2 separate regions of the Cydia pomonella genome follow, and region 2 is linked to region 1. The links are chromatin contacts, called in public Hi-C maps. All regions are on one chromosome and are shown on one strand. The core of a region is the stretch at or near the end of the contact, and the rest is flanking DNA. Distances in the headings are between cores, read along the strand shown. Region 1 holds the start of LOC133517822 (COP9 signalosome complex subunit 8). Region 2 holds the start of LOC133517831 (vacuolar protein sorting-associated protein 52 homolog).

Region 1 (4,716 bases), core at 1,259-3,758:
GATGGTTTTAATGTCTTCGATATTTCTGCGAAATATGACAGAAACACGGTTTTGCGACAGCGACTTTAATTTCTTAGCGCTTCTCCAGTTTATACAGTGGTCGTATATCTTCATGTATTTCTCCTTAGAACATTCCGGTAACAAACTATCGATCGCCGTTTTCGCCTCTACTTGTATAGATTCGGGAGTTGAATTAATTTCTTCGTCGCTGGAATCGCACGATAAATCCAATTTTATTCAGAACTGAACAATTTTGTTGTTTTATCCCGCCTTTTGTATGATTTTGTTTCCAATTAAAAAGTTTCAGTGTAATGGGCTCTACTCTATAGACAACAAAGTAAACACATGCAACAAATCGCAAACGATTTTTGATACAATCCCGATAAATTCGGTACGGTTTCAGACATTTTAATACCTATTTTTTTTAAGAGACATATAGAGATAGCAATAGGTGTCTGTACCACTGTGAATGAGGGGAATAGTAGAATGATTTGAACATAGACATACAAGATTTGAATAGCTTTTTTTCAAGAGACAGAAAGAGATTGCAATAGGTGTCTGTATCGCCTTAAATGAATGGAGGTACACACTGGGTATATTTTATATATAGCATAAGGGCCCTCCACACTCGTGCGCGAAGCGAGGCGCGAAGCCGCGAACGCTAGTGTGGATGGCCCTCGCGTCGATTTCTCAGATTGTTCACGCCTTCGCGCCTTTATTTGTCGGTATTTGGCCCGCGTCAAAGGAGACGCGAAGCGCGAACTTGCAAGACTCCACACTCGCGATCGCGATCGCTTCGCGCCGCGATTCGCTCACGAGTCGGTTAATCTGTAACTCAGTTAAACTGTCATAACCTTCTATGGCAGTTACTTAGTTATATTGGGTGCGAACTTGATCAACAAAAAATCAATTTGACAGTTCCCAGTTTGAATCAGTGCCTTCCCGCAAGCTAAATCCGATCAGCTGACGCTTCGGCGCCATCTTGCCGCGAACCAAACTGCGAAATCGCCGTGAAGTTGTGCGAGTGTGGAGTCTACCTCAACGTCGCGGTATGTTCGCTCCGCGAAGTCGCGTCGCGATTCACGCGCATAGTCTGGAGGGGGCTATAAGCTTGCTCATCATAACTTTAAAAAAAAAACTTTCCACCCTAGGGTGGAAGAAGCTATTTTCCACCCGGCTATCTGCTCATGAAAATCACACTTTCCGAACAAGAGAGATGAAAAGAAATTTGTTTTGATAGTTTTGATCTTGGAGGATTTAAAATTTTTGTTTATACCTCCAAGGTTTTGATACATGCATTTTTTGTGTGCGGATATACCTAGTTCTCTTTAGATCATGCATATCACCGTATGTGACGTTTAGTGATCCGTGTGGTGGTCCGTGAGTGGTCGATATCAGATCAATTTCGGGTCCGAGAAATAACATTTTTCCGTTTCACCAAATATCAGCACATCGTTTACAACATTTGAAATTTAAAAAAATATTTGATTTAGTATGGATTATTATAGGTTAAAGGTCAGTCCAGACGGAATGACTTAATGACCGATCAGGAAAAAAAATGGCGTTAATCTCATCTAGCGAACACACGTACACAATTTAATCACCAATTTTAGACTTTTGCTGAAATTTGAGCGCTCAGCATAAAGAAATGCCCCTGAAAATTGATATTCTTATGTCTGCATCTCCATTTGATAGGTCAAAATCTAAAAATTGAATCTTTAACCGTTAATAGAAAAAACGGCGAAAAAGCAGGTTATTGTCTCACAGAAAATTTGAAATACGCGCCTTCTCTACTGACAATCTTGTTTGACTGAATATAATTTCATATTTGTGACCACACCACCTGATTGGTTCAGGTAATTTAATCGATTGAGTGTAAATGTCCCGTCTGGACCGGACAATTTTTCGCACATTTTTTAAAAATATTATAGGGACATTCTTTCACAAATTGACTAAGTCCCGCTGTAATCTCAAAAAGGCTTGTGTTGTAGGTACTCAGACAAGTATATATATAATATACAAATTCTTAAATACATAGGAAACACCGACGACACGGAAACAAATACCTGTGCTCATCACACAAATAAATGCCCTTACCGGGATTCGAACCCAGGACCATCGGCTTCATAGGCAAGGTCACTACCCACTAGGCCAGACCAGTCGCCAAATTATGCGGTGCGGACGCAGAAAACTATAACAGACTGGTGTCACGGGCTTACCGGACTGCGACCTTGTTCCGGTCCGAGGCTTGTTCGATCGTGTAGAAGATGATGCAGCACTAAGTAAAAGTTAAAACGTGATATGCAGACCGGATCTAAGTCACGGTCCGGTACGCCCGTCTGCTATAGCTTAAAACTGTATCCGGCTAAAAAAGATTGATAAACAAATCTCCAATTTAATTTATAATCATATTGGCAATTTGATTGTACACTCTGAAGAGTTTTACGTTTAAGCTTTTTATGTTATAATTTTTGGTTATCTGTGCACGGTTGTGCCTCAGCTTGACAGTTGACAGTGTTGACAGTTCACTACTAGAAAAGCTTATACTAGATTTATTTTAGAGGCATAACAAAATTGAATTGAGTCTTGACAATATAGTTTTAAGAATGATATCTAATTTTGATAAACTTTGTGTGGATTTGGAAAAACAGGAATTAGAAGTAAGATTGAATTCAAGTCTAAGCGAATACATTTTTGGTGAAAGATAACCTAGCTCTACTCTTTATTAATTATAAGGATTAGTTAAGTTTAACGCTTTATTATCATTTCAGGCTCCCACTGGAGTGGCTTCACCTTCTACTTATGCTCAGCTGTTAGTCATTTATTTGTATCAAAATGATCTGTAAGTAAAGTTGGAATGTTTATTCTAAAAGTTTTTCATGTTTTGTTTTTTCTTAATGAAAACTGTGTTCATCTTAGTATGTAAGTATATCTTTATAGCAGTAGACAACCTACAATAATTCTACTAATTCTATGATTGGAACATCCCATATTTAATTTTTTATTTATTTCGGCTACTAACCTTTATGCTAGTTAGTAGCGGTGGCACATTAAAATGATTTGTAGACAAGTGGAGCTAATTTAGATTTCCTAGTCCTCGTGAGCAGTATGTAAAGTGCTAAACAGTCTGAAAATTTGAAGCTCACTGCTTATTAGTACTCTATTTCAACACCCTTATTCATAAAACACACCTTCATTAGTTAATATATATTGTATCTCTTTACAAATACATAAGTTTAATTGACAGATTAAGTCAAACAATAGCTAATTGAGGCTTGTAGCGCATTTATGAATAGCACCATTACTCTTCAATGTAAGGTACCAACTTTAGTAGTAATTTGTTATAGCACCTGGAGATTTGGATACCTCATGACTCTCAAACTGAGAGCTGTAATTATAATGTATATATTTTATAAATAAATAAATAAATGTTTGAGGACAATCTTACACAGATTCACCTAGCCCCAAACTGACCTACTAAGGTGACAATATACATTATACATAAGCAGTGTGTAATTTTGGCTTGATTGCGGTCATGTGTGGTTTATATGTTTAATTGATAGCTGTTACTATTTTAGAGGTTTGACAAAAACAGCAAAGGTTTTTTTTATAATTATTCTCAGAGTTATTGTGATTTGCGAGAAAAACCCATAGAAACCATAAATATGCAATATCTTTTTTCAGGTACATTATATGCAAATAAATAAAATATGATCTCAAAAAAGAAGTTTGTTGCCATAACACTGCATAAAAAACACAGTACATTAAGACACAATTAAAGTTTTTACCAAATAGGAAAAATATTTTTTTGTGGCAAAGTGCCTTAATGGTCGCATTTTATGTTTTAATGGACTGAATTAACACATAACATAGCTGAATATTAAATTCTAGCTCATAAAAATGAAGGGGTGACGAGATATGAATTTTTAAAAATATTGTTTAGGATTGTCGCTAATTTTTCTATGGCAATTTAATTATCATGTTCAATCATATTCATTGATTTTGCTTATAAATAACATCGTTAATTTTAGTTTATTATATTACAATTCTTTTGATTTTTAATAGGCATTATTATGTTTGAGTCTTAAAAAATTGTGCTACGCAAAAGCTGTGCTATGTTGGGTCATATCTTCGATGAAGGACATTGCGTGGTATTGGGAAGGTGTACTGCCCGAACTGCTTTATCAGAATCAAATCGAAAGACCTTTGCCAATATTTTATGACTCAAAGAATTGCTTCTTGACAACTTACTCTAGTGGCATTGTAATGCGGTTTGGAAATAGATTCTATGAAATTTCAGATATTTTGTAACAATTTGGCTACCAAATACGTCAAAAAATATGGCTGATAAAATATGACTGTCACAGTTCATAAAATACTAATACATGAAGCGAAAATCATAGAATATATTTCCTTACCCATTGAAATGCTCTCAGAACAAGCCGGTGAATCAAGGAACAATTTTTGTCGTTATGATCGAGAGCACCATACACGCAAATTAGACCGTAAAACCACTGTCCTTGACTTGTTTCACCGAGCCTTAGAATCTTCTGACCCTCTTTTGTCGAAACGAAAACATTTTGCCATTTCAGAAAAAGTTCTACAACTTTTAAAACCCACAAAATATAACGTACTTATCCATGACGACGCGTCACGTCAAAAATATTCTGATGATACTTGTAGTGAATTTTAACGGGCTACTGACGATAATGAAGA
Region 2 (4,716 bases), core at 1,278-3,777, 210 kb before region 1:
ATAAAATGGCCCTAAAATAACTTTTAAGTCAAGTTGTCTCCAAAGCTGCTTCATGTGCTTAAAAGTCTAGTTTTACAAGCTTTTATTTAACTTGCCCTGTTAGTATGTATGTTAGTTGGTTAGTTAGTGTGTTCGTGTGGGTGTGGAGGCTTGGAAGCTACATTTGACCTATTTCTCGATTTCCGATTGAGCTGAAAATTTGCATACACATGTAAGTCAAGTGATAATGCAATATATGTTACTATCGAGCTGGTCTAATGATGGAGGCAGGAGGTGGCCATAGGAACTCTGTCAACGCAACCTAATTATGTTTAGCAAGCCTGCGTAAAAGCAATAAAAGCTTGTACCAAAAACGAAATTTTTGCCAAAAACTTTTATTACTATTATTCAATAAATTTGTTAATGATTAAAAATACTGAAGTGTATGGTATTGAAAAGTTCGATGCCATGTCTCATACTTACAAGATAAGTGTTTCAGAAACAGCCATATCTTCGATGAATGATGATAATGGCCCTTTTAAAACCTGTCTGTTAGACAGTTGAACAGACATGCTGACAGAGCGTTTTTGTAAACTGATGATTTCATTACTAATACTTCCCAAGTCATTCTGTAACCAAAATAAAAGATAAATTAAAACATTAAATATATTTTAGCATTAATGTAAGTAAAAAAAATCATACCCTTTAATACATTGACATATATCTAAGGAAGGGCAATAAGAATGGGGCCAATCAGCGAATTGTACAGTCTAATGCTACAACACAATTGGTTGATGAGTTTGCATCACGCACAATTGGTCACAACTAGTTGTGCTACACTGCATGATTGGCTTGAATTTGTCAGTGACACCACTGATTTAGCACCAGTTTTAGTGCATGTAAGGCCCGTCCTTAGATATTATGTCAATGCTTTAGATAGAACAGACTTCTTCTTCCTAGCGTTGTCCCGGCATTTTGCCATAGCTCATGGGAGCCTGGGGTCCGCTTGACTACTAATCCCGAGCATTGGCATAGGCTGCCATACATACCTATACTCAGGCTATCCAAATTCATGTTTTGCGAAAGCTAGGCTGTCTAGTTAATTAGAGGTGTAACACATCTGTAATATAGTTGACTAGATTTTTTTTGTTTTCATTTACTGAACTAGTAAGTAGACTTCAAGTTAACACATTCAGTCCCAGTGTAGTAGCTTTTTTTAAATATGGGATTTTGCATGTTATCGGCTATGCTTGTAGTGGGTAAGTAACCTGCTGTACTTAAGCTCTGGTTGATTGATCTGGTTAATTAAGGAAACATTCATAGAAAACTTATTTTCAGCACACTAGCTGGTAAAAGCTCTCTTGATTGTTCAAAAACTGATGAGAAAGATGCATTTTATTCACATGTGTGGCAAAGTAATCAAATGGAAATGTTGAGTTATTTTCTTATGTTGGCTAGTAGAATTGGCTTTTAAATGATGATTTTGAATGATAAATATTTAATAACATTCATTTTGAATTGATTTGATTTTGTTTGATATTTTACAGTCAGTATTTTCCTTGGGTTGGTATGGTAAAACATGTTGAAACCCTCACAACGCTCAAGATTCCGCTTTTAGAAATGTTTCGCTTGCTCGGGTATTAATATTAGATTATGAGAGTTTAAACAACTTTGCCCCCTTGTAAAACAAATAACCATTTTTGTGTTAGTGTTAACAAAGTAAAGCATTAACGGTACATACTTGGAACACCATCAGCATACTCTCCATGCGAGCTAGTATGCCATCACACTCCTCGATCTGGTTGTGTAGCGAACTGATGTTTCCACTTTCTTTCAAGTAATCTGCCACTGAGTTTTTCTCTGCCTCCTTTATACCTTTGTCAACTTGAAGAGCATATTCTCTAAGATCTGTGCCATTGTTGAGAACTTCTTGAATCTCAAAATCTTCTAAGTTCTTATCCAATACATCTTTCATATGATTTGTTTCAGACATAGTGGACTTGATTAATGTAGGGCGTGTTATTCTTCTAATACGAACTCTGATTCAAAAGGACATAATAATGTAAAGTTGTAGATATTTGGAGGGTTTTAATTTAGTTGAATTGTATTGAATACAACATTATTTTGTAATATAATAAATAACACAACGGTATAAACGTTCATACGTTAGCTGTAATATGTCATTTTTCATAGTAGTCGTACTCTCGTACTGTCACAGTCATTAGTGTCACTCGGAATGACATCTTGACATGTTTGGTCCGAAATGTACATTTGATTGTACAGCAAGTAATTCAGTAATTTATTGCTCTCAAGGTACGGAGGTATATCAAAACAAGATCAGCTAGAGCCCGGCAAGGCAAATAAAAAAAAAAAATACGTGTCATAAAGGTACAATAGGGTTGTTTCCAATTTTTTGAAACGCTTGTATTACGTTCTATATTAACTAAAAATTGCCCTAAAATTCAACTTTTATACTAAAAACGGCTTTAAATATGTTAAATTAACAAAATATATTTTAACAGATGTTTTCGCGCCCAAAACGCTCTTTGAAAATTTTGTGACGTCACAGTTTACGGTTTGACACATAACTACATAGACACGTAGGAGATACGAACTGTCAACTGACATTTGTCATTTGTTGTTTATCGCCTAACTGTCAACAGTGTCAATCCGAGAGTTGTGACGTCATCAGAATCTTCAATGACGTTTCGAGTTTGGTTACGTGACGTGTGCCAAAAGATATTTTAAATTCAATATTTACAAAAATATGGTCAATACAGGTCCCCTAAAAGTAGTTTAACATGTTCTTATGAGGTAGAGACAAGGAATAGAATCTCCATAGGCAGAACTGTTGCAAGTGTCCAGCTGTCAGCTATAAATAATAGTTCCAAATCTCTCCAGAGTCGCGCTAGAGTAGCTAAGAACCTAGGCGTTATTGACGTGTGGTAAAGTGTGGTGTCTATGATTAGATTTTTTTGTCAAGTATTCTAGGTATTTATGCCACATATTTATGGTTTTTTGTCGAACACTTTTTGGAGATTCTATTCCTTAACTCTACCTTCCATAGGTACAATAATAGGGGGGAGATAACTTTCCGTAGGAGTAGCAGAAAAAGAGCTATTATTGTTTGTCCTTGTCATAGTGTCACTTGTCCTTTATGCCTACTTCTAAAAATAAGACCTTTGTAGAACCCATAACCATACAATAAAATATTTTTGATTTTTTTTTTGATTTGATTTTGAAAAAGTCTTAAGTGACATAGACGTTTTATGGTGGCTAACAACGAACCCGACCAAATTACGTAGGTTGTTTTTGGTATGTTGTCAGGAATGTTAAAACGTGATTTTAATTTTGTCGCATTGCGTATGTTCTACATCCGCATGTATGGTACATCCAGGGCCGGATCTAGGGTAGAGCGAGTGGGCATCATACTCGTGAACGGGTGCTGTTTATGGAGACTGAGGGCCTACCGCGAACCACGTTCGACGTGTTGCCTCCCTGTCACACTTACGTACGAATTTACACGTGCGACAGAGAGGCAACACGTCGAACGTGGTTCGCGGTAGGCCCTCTGGTCTGTTTAAGCTAACTTTAATTACAGTGAGACACCTCATTCGGTTCTCGTATGTTTCTTTTATCCTAATGAATGTTTTAATTATACGGAATTTTGACTCTTAGAGACTCTAAACATCTCTAAAGATAATTTGATAAAAATAATTTAGTTCTGACATTTAGAGATATATTATACATCTCTAACTAATTTTAGTTTTTTTTTGTATCTGTTTGTGTTTTTTATTATTATTATTTTAGTTTTTTTGTAATTCGACATTTAGAGACTTTATACATCTCTAAGTAATAATAATATTTTACTTACTTTACTTTAAACAATAATACTGTAGTTTGCATTAATATTTTCAATGAATTGTGTTTTATAATAAATTGTTGTGCTTGTTTTTGCTTGTAAGTAAATTCCATGTTGATGTGTAAAAGAGCCCTTGTGGCCTATTTGCTGAATAAATGTTGATGTTGAAGTTGAAGTAGAGCGGCCGCTTTAGACGCCAAATGGTAGGGGGGCGCCAAAATGGCAAATGTGGAAAAAAAATCAAGAGGCAAAAAGTTTTAAGTGGCGCGGGCGCGCAAATACGCGCAAAATGGCGGGGAGTGCTTTTGCCTTTTCTTTGGCAAAGACCTGAAAGCATTTCTTAGGCTACGCAAAAAATAAAAGCTGAATTCCTCTGAAAGCCGAAGGCGCAGAGCGACTCATCAAAACGCGTTTTTGTATGAGCCAAAGGAGAGCAAGCATGATGAGCGAGGTTCAAAGCTCTAGGAAACCGAAGGACGCATTCCTCGTAGTACCAAAATATCGAAATGCGCATCCAGAGGCTGAAGGCTCAATTACGGCAGAGCCATCTAATTCTTAGTGTTATAAAAATAAATTGATGGCAAAATTAAAGTCCTGAAGGTCGGGTTCGGCGCCCCGTGAAGCAAAGGATAGTATAATATATATGACACGGTGAAGGCTGAAGACCTGAAGTATACCAACAAGTTCCGTTTCCAAGCGAGGCCAAAGACCGAGCAGCATGAGAGCTTAAATCATATTGTCTATATTCCCAGCTGTGCTCTTTGCTCTCGGCCTTGCATGGAAGCGCGCCGCAATCGGACGCTTCGGGTCTGCAGCCTTATGTGCTCGGCCTTCAGAGTCACTGCAACTTGGCCATTGATGCGACTTCCTTTTCT

The links. A called contact is a pair of places that touch in the nucleus more often than the background predicts.
Region 2: a Hi-C map of whole body shows a contact between it and region 1, with 4 times the contacts expected there. The contact joins the promoter of LOC133517831 here to the promoter of LOC133517822 in region 1. A contact is called at or near these places in 2 of 2 Hi-C or Micro-C datasets (both in whole body).

Annotation. Positions count from the first base shown.
Region 1 is chr5:15,236,011-15,240,726 of ilCydPomo1, reverse strand. LOC133517822 (COP9 signalosome complex subunit 8) reads left to right here and starts at 2,508. Exons shown (of 4, transcript XM_061851258.1): 1 at 2,508-2,660; 2 at 2,772-2,842. The coding sequence starts at 2,607.
Region 2 is chr5:15,450,382-15,455,097 of ilCydPomo1, reverse strand. LOC133517831 (vacuolar protein sorting-associated protein 52 homolog) reads right to left here and starts at 2,527. Exons shown (of 7, transcript XM_061851276.1): 1 at 1,721-2,527; 2 at 463-608. The coding sequence starts at 1,972.